Linked DNA regions of Mus musculus: region 2 is linked to region 1. A link is a contact called in public Micro-C data. All regions are on one chromosome and are shown on one strand. The core of a region is the stretch at or near the end of the contact, and the rest is flanking DNA. Distances in the headings are between cores, read along the strand shown. Region 1 overlaps Col24a1 (collagen, type XXIV, alpha 1). Region 2 holds the start of Znhit6 (zinc finger, HIT type 6).

Evidence for each region. A called contact is a pair of places that touch in the nucleus more often than the background predicts.
Region 2: a Micro-C map of muscle stem cells shows a contact between it and region 1, with 6 times the contacts expected there. The contact joins the promoter of Znhit6 here to the enhancer-like site in region 1. A contact is called at or near these places in 1 of 39 promoter capture datasets (the 3T3-L1 cell line), 2 of 484 Hi-C or Micro-C datasets (muscle stem cells and nephron progenitors), 1 of 115 datasets of contacts at active chromatin or transcription factors (cardiomyocytes) and 1 of 9 other capture datasets (adipose tissue).

The regions. Positions count from the first base shown.
Region 1 is chr3:145,472,671-145,477,648 of GRCm38.p6, forward strand. Col24a1 (collagen, type XXIV, alpha 1) reads left to right here. Exons shown (of 60, transcript NM_027770.3): 39 at 1,496-1,603. Among named protein-coding and RNA genes, the nearest start is that of Gm35133, 83 kb to the left of the region's middle. Within about 2 kb of position 1,646, at least 11 of the 459 cell types and tissues checked have an H3K27ac peak or open chromatin away from gene starts, as enhancers often do. A contact at or near this core is called in muscle stem cells, where this site is marked.
Region 2 is chr3:145,574,152-145,578,931 of GRCm38.p6, forward strand. It overlaps Znhit6 (zinc finger, HIT type 6), which reads left to right and starts at 2,057. Exons shown (of 10, transcript NM_001081094.1): 1 at 2,057-2,845; 2 at 3,951-4,016; 3 at 4,101-4,207; 4 at 4,294-4,379. The coding sequence starts at 2,217.

The DNA.
Region 1 (4,978 bases), core at 396-2,895:
AATGCTTCTTTGTATTTATCAATAATTTGTCTCAGTATTGGTGAAGTATGGTAACAGTTTTTCTAACAGACTGCGACTGTCAACTACACATTCACACGGTTAGCTTTAAGTTAAATGTGTGTTTCCCCAAAAGTCCAGTTCTGTACCTGAGCCACTGGTCTCAGTTTTAGTCAATAGAAAGCCAAGAAAAGCTTTAACTACCATCTCTAACTGTGAAAATACCGCCATCGTGAAGTCTCTTTCATGATGCATGATAATGCAGCTCTCATCAGTATTGGTTTGGGGAGTCTTATAATTGCCTGGAAGGATTTAGTCCAAAGCAACAGAGAGAGGGGGGGATAGGGGGGAGAGGGAGAGAGGGAGAGAGGGAGAGAGAGAGAGAGAGGAGAGACATTCACACAGTACACACAAAGAGATACATTTTCATACATGAAAGCACTCAGAGAGAAAAATATGCTCTCACATAAACAGACAGACAGACAGACAGACAGACAGACAGACACACACACACACACACACACACACACACACACACACACACACACCACAGGAAGCACCAGAAACCCATAGTGAAATCAGCATTAGAGGCAGTGTGACTGCCTCTTTACAACAACCCATTCTCCCCTAGGAAAGTGAAATAAAACCCATGAGAGGTCAGGGATGCCTCAAGGATTCTGACTGCCTGATTCCAGGTTTGCTGTGTTTTCCCCACCTTGAGCATCAGTGGTAAAGCTGGCAGGTTCTTGTTGTGAGAAGAGGAAGGTGCTTATGAACACCTGTGTTGTGGTGCCAGAGAGAAGCCATGCAGGTTTCTAAAACATGGGAAGTCATACAAGAAATAGTGTGGGTTCTTGCTCTGAACTGGTAAGCAAAGTTTGCAAAGTCCAGATCTGCACGCTCACTTCTTCCCTGCTTGCAGCAGACCTCTGGGAGGCCGAAGTAGAAACGAGCACCTCTGGAGGCCTGTTTTCTCACTGTTACAATGCACACATCAAAAGCGAGACATGTATGTAGCAAAGTATGTTTGAAAGCTGGTTACATAGGATTCCTCCTGGGCACGCTATAGTTACTGATTGTTTGTTTTTGTTTTTTAAATGCCCTTTTCATCTCTTTTGAAACTCTTTATTAGGTCTAAATAACATGCAATGGTAACTTATTGTTGTTAATGATAATCTGTGGTATTGGTAACTTGAAGCAAAATTAATAATTTACACAAATTTAAACCGTGTGTGATAGCATACACCTGTAATCCCAGCAGTCAGGCAGCAGAAACAGGAGGCTCACCCACAAGCCAAGGCCAACCTGGTCTACATAATAAGCTCTAGACCAATCAGAGATACCCAGTGAGGCCCCGCCTCACAAAACAAGACGGGCTGTAGCGATAAGAGTAATCCAGAGAATTCTGCTTGCCACATGTCCTCTGAGTCATCCGAGCATATGGTATAGTTAAATGAGTTAATAAATTTAATTTCAGTCACATTAATGTCATCCACAGGGTGATAAAGGACAAGTAGGACCCACGGGAGAAGCTGGAAGCAGAGGACCCCCTGGAAGCGTTGGGGAAAATGGCCCTAAGGGTGCCAGGGGAACTCGAGGTGCTGTGGTCAGTATTTGATTTCTTTTCAGCACTGACTCACTGGGGATGGAAAAGAACCGTGCATGCTCTCAGAGAGTCATCTTGATTGACTTTACAGAGGACACAAAGGTTCCACTGAACATAATCCTTCTCTGTGGGATGGCGGGAATTGCAAGCATTCCACAGTCTTAAACAGCTTAGTGGGTTTTAGACGCGAAGAAGGAAAGAGAAAATTGAAAATGGAAATAAAATATGAAATGAAGTTTTTTAAAAATCTGATTTTAACTCCAAAGTTCAGTAGGAAAGTTTATACACTGAGTACCTCAAATCAGGATTTAATATCTGTCTGAAGCTGTTGTCATGTTGGCAAATTGCTTTGAAAATTAAGTGAACTTGAGATGTGTTTCCATCCACCTCTTGGACCTGTCCTGCTTGAATGGGAGATTATCTTCCTAAACAGTTGGGGCAAATCACCCCAGCATCTATTAATAGCTCATCTTTTGTGTGAACTTTGCCTGACATGGAGAGCTGAAGTGTGATGCTTCTGAGCCTGTGACAGCAAACTCTTATTGCTGGTTTGTGATGAACCATTCAGAAAATCATAGCGTGAAAGGAAGACATTTGAAAGAGAATCTTCTATTCATGAATGTATTTATAACATGTGGGTGCATTAATCTCTTCTCCTTTTACATAGCCAATGCCAGGCCTGTCACCAAGGCCTTCGAGAGCCCGGGTCCTTTTGCTTTCTCAAGAAAATTTGCCCTTATTTACTGACACCTGAACATTCAGGCCTTAGGTCATTTTCTTTTCTTTTCTTTTCTTTTCTTTTCTTTTCTTTTCTTTTCTTTTCTTTTCTTTTCTTTTCTTTTCTTTTCTCTTCTCTTCTCTTCTCTTCTCTTCTCTTCTCTTTCTTTCTTTCTTTCTTTCTTTCTTTCTTTCTTTCTTTCTTTCTTTCTTTCTTTTTTTTTCGATCTCTGTATAGCCCTGGCTGTCCTGGAACTCACTCTGTAGACCAGACTGGCCTCGAACTCAGAAATCTGCCTGCCTCTGCCTCCCAAGTGCTGGGATTAAAAGCGTGTGCCACCACTGCCCGGTCTTAAGTCAGTTTCTGTTAATATTTCTCTGGTTTTGCCTGTGTTTTAAAAACATTAAATAATGTGGTTAATATTAATAAACATCAGAATTAATGCAGCCCTAAATATTGCCCTTAATGTAAGCTTCTACTTTGGAACTTTTTCTGTAAATGTATTCACCTTTAAACATTTTTAAATATATATTTTTAATTAAAATATAATTATGACCCTTTCTCTCCTCTCATCTCTTTCCTTCCTGTGTCCCCTCCCTTGAGCCTCTCTCATGACCCCTCCCTCTCAAATTTATGGGTTCCTTTTCCTTGATTACTATTGTTATATGTGTCTAAAGATGCACAAATCACACAGCCTGTGTGGTCCATTTTGTGAAGCTACAATTCCACTGTTCACATTTCATATTAATTCATTTAGTGTTTGATAATCTGATAAATGATAATATATATATATGTAATTTTTACCATCATATTTAAAATTTCCTTGTTATAACTATTTAATATATATTTCTCCTGAAAGTTTCCTGTCAATAAATATACATGTGTGGATAGGGATAGACACATGTACACACGTACATACTACATGTTTCCATCTGGTGGCTATTTTTTCTTCCTGATTTGCAATCGTTACTCATAAGCATGAAGTGTTGATATAATTTGTCAAACATGTTACAGAATAAATTACAAACAACTCCTTTTCTGTCAATTATCTATTAATTTTGTGTCTTTTGCTAAGCAGAACATTCCAATTTTAATAGTCAAAGTTTTCAATATTTTCCTTTACATTTTCTAGATTTTATTTATTCCCTTGAAATTCTATTCCCACATAAAGTATGCAAAATTTCCTTCCATATTCTCATTCTAATACATTTATAACATTGTTTTTAATTCTTTAAACCATATAGAGGTTTTTTTTTTTTCATAGTTATGGGAAAGAGTGTTTGTCTTCCCTCCACTGAATGTTTTCTTAATTCTGTTTTTGAACACGCAATGTATTTTCTTCCACTTTCGTATAAGGCTGCATTATATTCAGTGGTTTCTCCAGCCAGTCTGTCTCCGGTCCTCAGCTCTGTTCTGTCTATCATGCCGGCTCGTCCTCTGGGATCTGTTAGAGTAGACACCGCGTGCTCCCTTCTCAGAAAAGCCTGGCTCTTACGCGTACCTTATGTGTGAACTGTAGAATCAGCCCTTCAGTTTCCATTAGTATCTGACCTTTCTACAAAGAAATACAAGACATCTTTCAGCTTACTCACTGCTCACATAGCTCTGATTAGGACTATTCCATATTTTCTCTAACTTCTTTTGTATGAGGTGTATTCTGGTTTTCAATAAATTTTATTCAGATTAATATAATCCCCTTTTCAGCCTATTAGTGCTGTGTAAGAAATCTATTTATTTCCATATTTTGAGCATACATTCAATTAATAAACTCCAGATGAAGAGAGATACTGTCTTTCCAGTTCACTCATCTGACCTATTCCACTGACTGGAACTCAGAGAGCTGCAATGGGAGTCACGTGACCTGTCCCTGAACACTCCAGAGATCTCAGGGTCAAGTATTATTTTCAAAATACACTTTCGTCTTTCAGAGAAACTTCTTTCTTTCTTTGGTAGTTTCAACTAGGAGCTCTAAAGTTTTACTAAATTCTGCTACATTTGCTTGGGTCAAAGTTTCCGTTATGACACATTCCAGTCTATTATCCATTTTGAGTTTATTTGTGAACAGCGGAAAGATATAGAATTAATTTACTTCCGTTCTTCTGCGTGTGGATACCGAGTTCCCCCGCCCTGTTGTTTCTCTCTCGTGCTTTTCCTCGATTTACTCTGTTCTCGTGCCCATTTCTCCTCCTCTGGCTTCTTGTTAACACACTTGCTTTAAAAAGTCACCATGCCACATTTACACGAACAGAGTCCCATCTCTTCTGGTTCTTTGCCTTTCGGGAGTGAAGCTGGGATGCTCACGTGATTTTCCAGAGTGAAGCTGGGATGCTCATGTGATTTTCTTTTTTTAACTACATCTTAATGACAGCTTATTATCAGATCATTGTATCTATGAAAGTTGCTTGCTGCTTCCTTTTGTTTTTAAAACAAAATCCCAAACGTTTGATTTACCAAATGAAGACTTGGCAGCCTGCTAGCTCAGAGAGGTGGAGAAAGCACCCGCTGACCTTCCTGCTCCACTGATGTCCCAGTCACTCTTCTTCACACAGTCTTAAACACCCTCAACCCAAAGACCCTCCTTCCTCTTTCCTGGGTTTTCTTAGGTTCACACCCTGCCAACTGGTGCCTTGCTCTGCTTCTTGACTTTATTTAGCTCT
Region 2 (4,780 bases), core at 807-3,306, 100 kb after region 1:
CTTAGAAAACTAAAATTAAAGGTACCATCTTCTCCAGCAGTTGTAATCTTCCTAAGCTACAGGAACCTAAATCATCATACTGCTCAGTAATCTGTTTCTACTGGGTGTGGTGGCACAGGCAGAGGCAGGCAAGTCTCTGAGTTCAAGGCCAGCCTGGTCAACAGAGTGAGTTCCATGTGGGCTAGAGCTACACAGAGAAACCCTGTCTCAAAAAAACTAATAATAATAATAATAATAATAATAATAATAATAAATTTATAGAGTATTATTATTAAAAACTGGCCATGGTGACACATGCCTTTAATCCCTGCACATTAGAGCATGTGGATCTCTGTGAGAACAAGGCCAGCCTGGTCTACAAAGCTGATGAGGACACTCATCAGGACAGCCACAGCTATGCAAAGAGACTCTGTCTCAAAGAAAGAAAGGAAAGAAGGGAGGGAGGGAGGGAGGGAAAGAGGGACAGAGGAAGGAAGGAAAACGAAACCTGCCCATTCATGCTGATTAAGCACTATTCACAACAGCCAAGATATGGTATCAGCCTATGTATCTATCAATAGATTAACAAATGAAGAAAGCATGGTATATATAGACAGTATTTTTCCGCTATTAATTAGAACACAAATGTTATTGGTAGAAGTACGAATGACACTTCTGTAAATAACCTCAATACAATCACCAGCTCACCAAGTTGGACTTGAGTGGAATCCTTTGGTCTGTTGTCAGTTCCTTCCTGGGGTGAATAGACATTTTTTTTTGTTTTCTCAAATTTCAAGAAGCTATAGAAAAAGTCAAAGGTCAGAGATTCTGCCTTTTTAGGCTTCCCTGGTTGGCAAACCGATGACTTCTCACATTTCAGTACCCTTCTCTACGTGCATCCATCCCACTTATATGCAAATTCCCTCTTATTAAACACACCAGTCAGAGCTGGGCGTGGTGGCGCGTGCCTTTAATCCCAGCACTCGGGAGGCAGAGGCAGGTGGATTTCTGAGTTCGAGGCCAGTCTGGTCTACAAAGTGAGTTCCAGGATAGCCAGGGCTATACAGAGAAACCCTGTCTCGAAAAACAAAAAAAAAAAAAACAAAAAAAAAAAAAAAACAAAAAACAAAAAAACAAAAACAAAAAACCACCAGTCAGATTGGGCTAGGGCCCAGCCAAAGGCCTTATTTTAAGTGTTATGCCCTTAAAAGCCTTGTCTTCGAATATAGTCAAAATTCTGAGGTATTGGGGTATAGTGCTTCACTATACGGATATTAGGGGCTACAATTACCCTGTGACAGCCAGCGTTTCAGTTGCCGGCTGTAGATCTTTTTGTAGTTGGTTCCCATGCATAGTTTCATGTAATCTTTGTGGGAGCAGATGAGAGTGTCTCTCCTCCCCTTCCTCTTTTTCCTTCTCCTATTTGTTTTGTTTTTGAAACAGCCCTGACCCTAGGAACTTACTATGTAGACCAGGCTAGCCTTGAAGGTTACAGAGATCCTCCTGCCTCTGGCTTCTAAATGCTAGGATTAAAGGCGTTTTTGGATGTCCTGGTCCCTAGTATACAGTGAAGAAACCTTAGACCAACGGTTCTCAACCTGTGGGTCGCGACCTCTTTGCTAAACCTCTGCTCCCCCTCTCCACCCACCCCCCAGGAGTATTTATAGTACGATTCATAACAGTAGCAAAATTATAGTTATGAAGTAGACACAAAAATAACTTTATGGTTGGAGGTCACCACAACATGAGGAACATAAAGATCCACACCACTGGTAAGGTTACGAACCACCGCTTTATACAGTCTAAACTTTGGAGGAACATGGGAGTCTGTATCTATTGCCATGCATTATTAGAATTAATCCTTAATACTGATTAAAGTGGGTCACTTATTTGAGACAATAATTCCAGTTCCCAAGACAGCAGTTTCAGCGCCTGAGAAAGGATGTGGCAAGATCCCCGCCCCTGGGTGGGAGTCCTGGTGGGCGTGGTCTCACCTGGCTTTAAGGAGTGGGGCCGGAAAGCCGCCGTGCCGTAAAGAACGCTACACGTCGTGAAGAGTCGTGGCCGGAACAGCTGCTTTACGGCTAGCTCGGCTTCCCGCAGGCGTGCAGAGCTTGCCGCGGCTGCTTTGCTGCACGTGTGGCGCTGTCGGCGGTTCGTTTGGTAATCTCTCTTATTGGCTTGGTGGTGCCACCGTGAAGAACGGAGTGGCAGCTTCGGCCTAGGCTCGTGAGCTCATGGAATCTGCAGCTGAGAAGGAAGGGACTCCGGGAGGAGGTTCCCAGAGGGTAGCGGAGGGGGCGCGGCCGAGGCCTGCGGCTGGTGGGGAGGGAGCCAGGGACTTAGACGGGAGCCCAGAAGCTGGCGATGGAGAGGAGAGGAACGGACTGGCAGGAACTAAGACCACGGAGGATGCGGAGGAGATAAAGATGGACTTAGCTGTGGTGAAGCAGGAAGTAGTAGACTGGTCGGATTTAGACAGTGGTGTTGCGGACAGCCAGTGGGTGAAGCAGGAGGTGGAGGGCGGGCCCGAGGTGAAGGATGAGAAAGGCGTGTTGGAAGTGAAGCAGGAGGCGGATAGTAGCCTGGTGGTGAAAGAAGAGGAGGTGGATGAGCCAGAAGTGAAGGAAGAGAAGGTGAAGGTGAAGGAGGAGGTGACGGACTGGGAAGAAGTGAAGGAGGAGGACTTGACCATAAAACAGGAGTTGTTTGTTGGTCAGAACGTAAAGGAAGAGCAAGTGATGGATGCAGCGCCTATAAAAGAAGAGGGTTCCCTCAAGAGCGAAGCGATGGAAGACGCGAAGGTGAAGGAAGAGCCCCAGATGAACCCCCGAGTGGGCAGCAAGAGGAAATTGGCTCTGTCAAGGTAGGGCGGGGAGAAAACCCAGATGGGAAATAGACTACTGGGTGGACGAGTCCTTAACAGCAGAAAGTGAGGTAAGTTAAACCAGGCGTGACGTGGGTCCCTGAAGTCTGAGTGGTGAAGTTCAGGTTGGGCGTGACGCTTTCGAGGACACAGTGTGATGTGACTGTGTCCAGAAGGGTATGGCCAGGTTAGGGAGTGAAAATTCTGGGCATCAGAAGGCCTTTGTGGAGCCAGAGCTTGTTAAATAAGAAACGCTTTCGCAGTCTTTCTTTTAGAGAGAATAGGATTAGAGGCGCCATCCAATATAAACCAAAAACCAGCAAGTGGGTAGACTAATAGACACATGTCAACTTACTCTTGAATTTATTCCGGGCTCCTATGAATGTTCGTTTCTTGGATGTAGTCTCTTTAATGTGCTCATGTGACAGTACAGAAGATCAGATTGTGGTCAGATTCAGTCTCAAACTCCTTGAGCTGATAGAACTGACTGGTACCAGGTACACTTTGGTTCTCAGTATCACCAGACCCTAGAAGACCGAGGACAGATGAATCATACCATTATTTGGGTGTTCATTCTGAATTCGCTGTGGAACTGGGGAAAGGGCACACATTGCTGCCAGTCTGGGATTCATCCTTCCTTGTTTCTCCGGTGTATATGTTTTTAAAATACTCATATGTAGCTCATGGATTATACTTCTAGACACACACAAAGTCTCCATGAATCACAATTTCAAAAATCGCTGGGCGTGGTAGCGCATGCCTTTAATCCCAGTGCTCAGGAGGCAGAGGCAGGCGGATTTCTGAGTTTGAGGCCAGCCTAGCCTGGTCTACAAAAATCAGCAATTCATATTATTCTCTTAAGTCCTGTAGAAAAAAATGGGCGGGCCAGTGACTTCTTTCATACAGTTTTCTTGAATTGCACGTCATTGTAAATGTCATTTTTAAACATTTTCATGATTTCCAATAGCAGCTATCATATACTTTATCAGAGTTGCTTTGACTACCTGCCTGTAAACTGTGAAATGCCCTTGAGTCCAAATTCTAAGACCGGAAGGACATACATAGAGTTGATTTTGCGTGTTAAGTCTCAGGTGCACTCTTACAGGTGTGAGACTTGTGGGACAGAAGAAGCGAAGTACAGATGTCCACGCTGCATGCGCTTTTCCTGCAGGTAGATATGTAGCTTCCTACCTCACTCCCTGCCTGTGTGCACTCTGACTTCAGGTACAGAGCTGCCTCCTGTTTGTTTCTTCAGTTTGCCCTGTGTAAAGAAACACAAAGCTGACCTGACGTGCAGTGGAGTCCGGGATAAGACCGCTTATGTGTCGCTGCAGCAGTTTACTGAGATGAATCTCCTGAGTGGTAAGTCACTTTGTGCACCACCCAGGGATGCCTTCTGGCCACTGGCACCGTGTCACTCGTTAACTTGTCCATTCTGAAATTACAAGACTATAGATTTTTGGAAGACGTGGCAAGAACGGCAGACAAGGTTTCAAGAGATACTTTCTTGAAAAGACCAAAGCGCAAAAAATATGTAAGTATTTCTTCTAATCTTTTCAAGTTCAGATCTCTTCCACCCAGTTTATTCATTTCTCAGTTGTATCAAGTGGTCACTGCGCTGTGGGGCTATTCTGGTTATTTGAGATGGATCCAAGTACTTACCCTCAGGCATTTGTACTGTAGAGGGGAGGTAGTTGAGTGGGGGAGTTGGGAGGTATAGAGCAGCAGATAGAATTTCTTACAGATGTAAGTGCATGAGGAAGTTAAGATGGTTCAAGAGAGTAAAGAGAACAGGGTGCTTGAGGGGCATGGACTACGCAGAGTGTGATTATCAGCACAGTGGTAGAGATGAGCTTTCCTGAGACGGGACAGATAGGCAGTGGACCTAATGGTATGAAGTGGACAGTTGGAGACATTTAGAGGGAAACTCTGAGT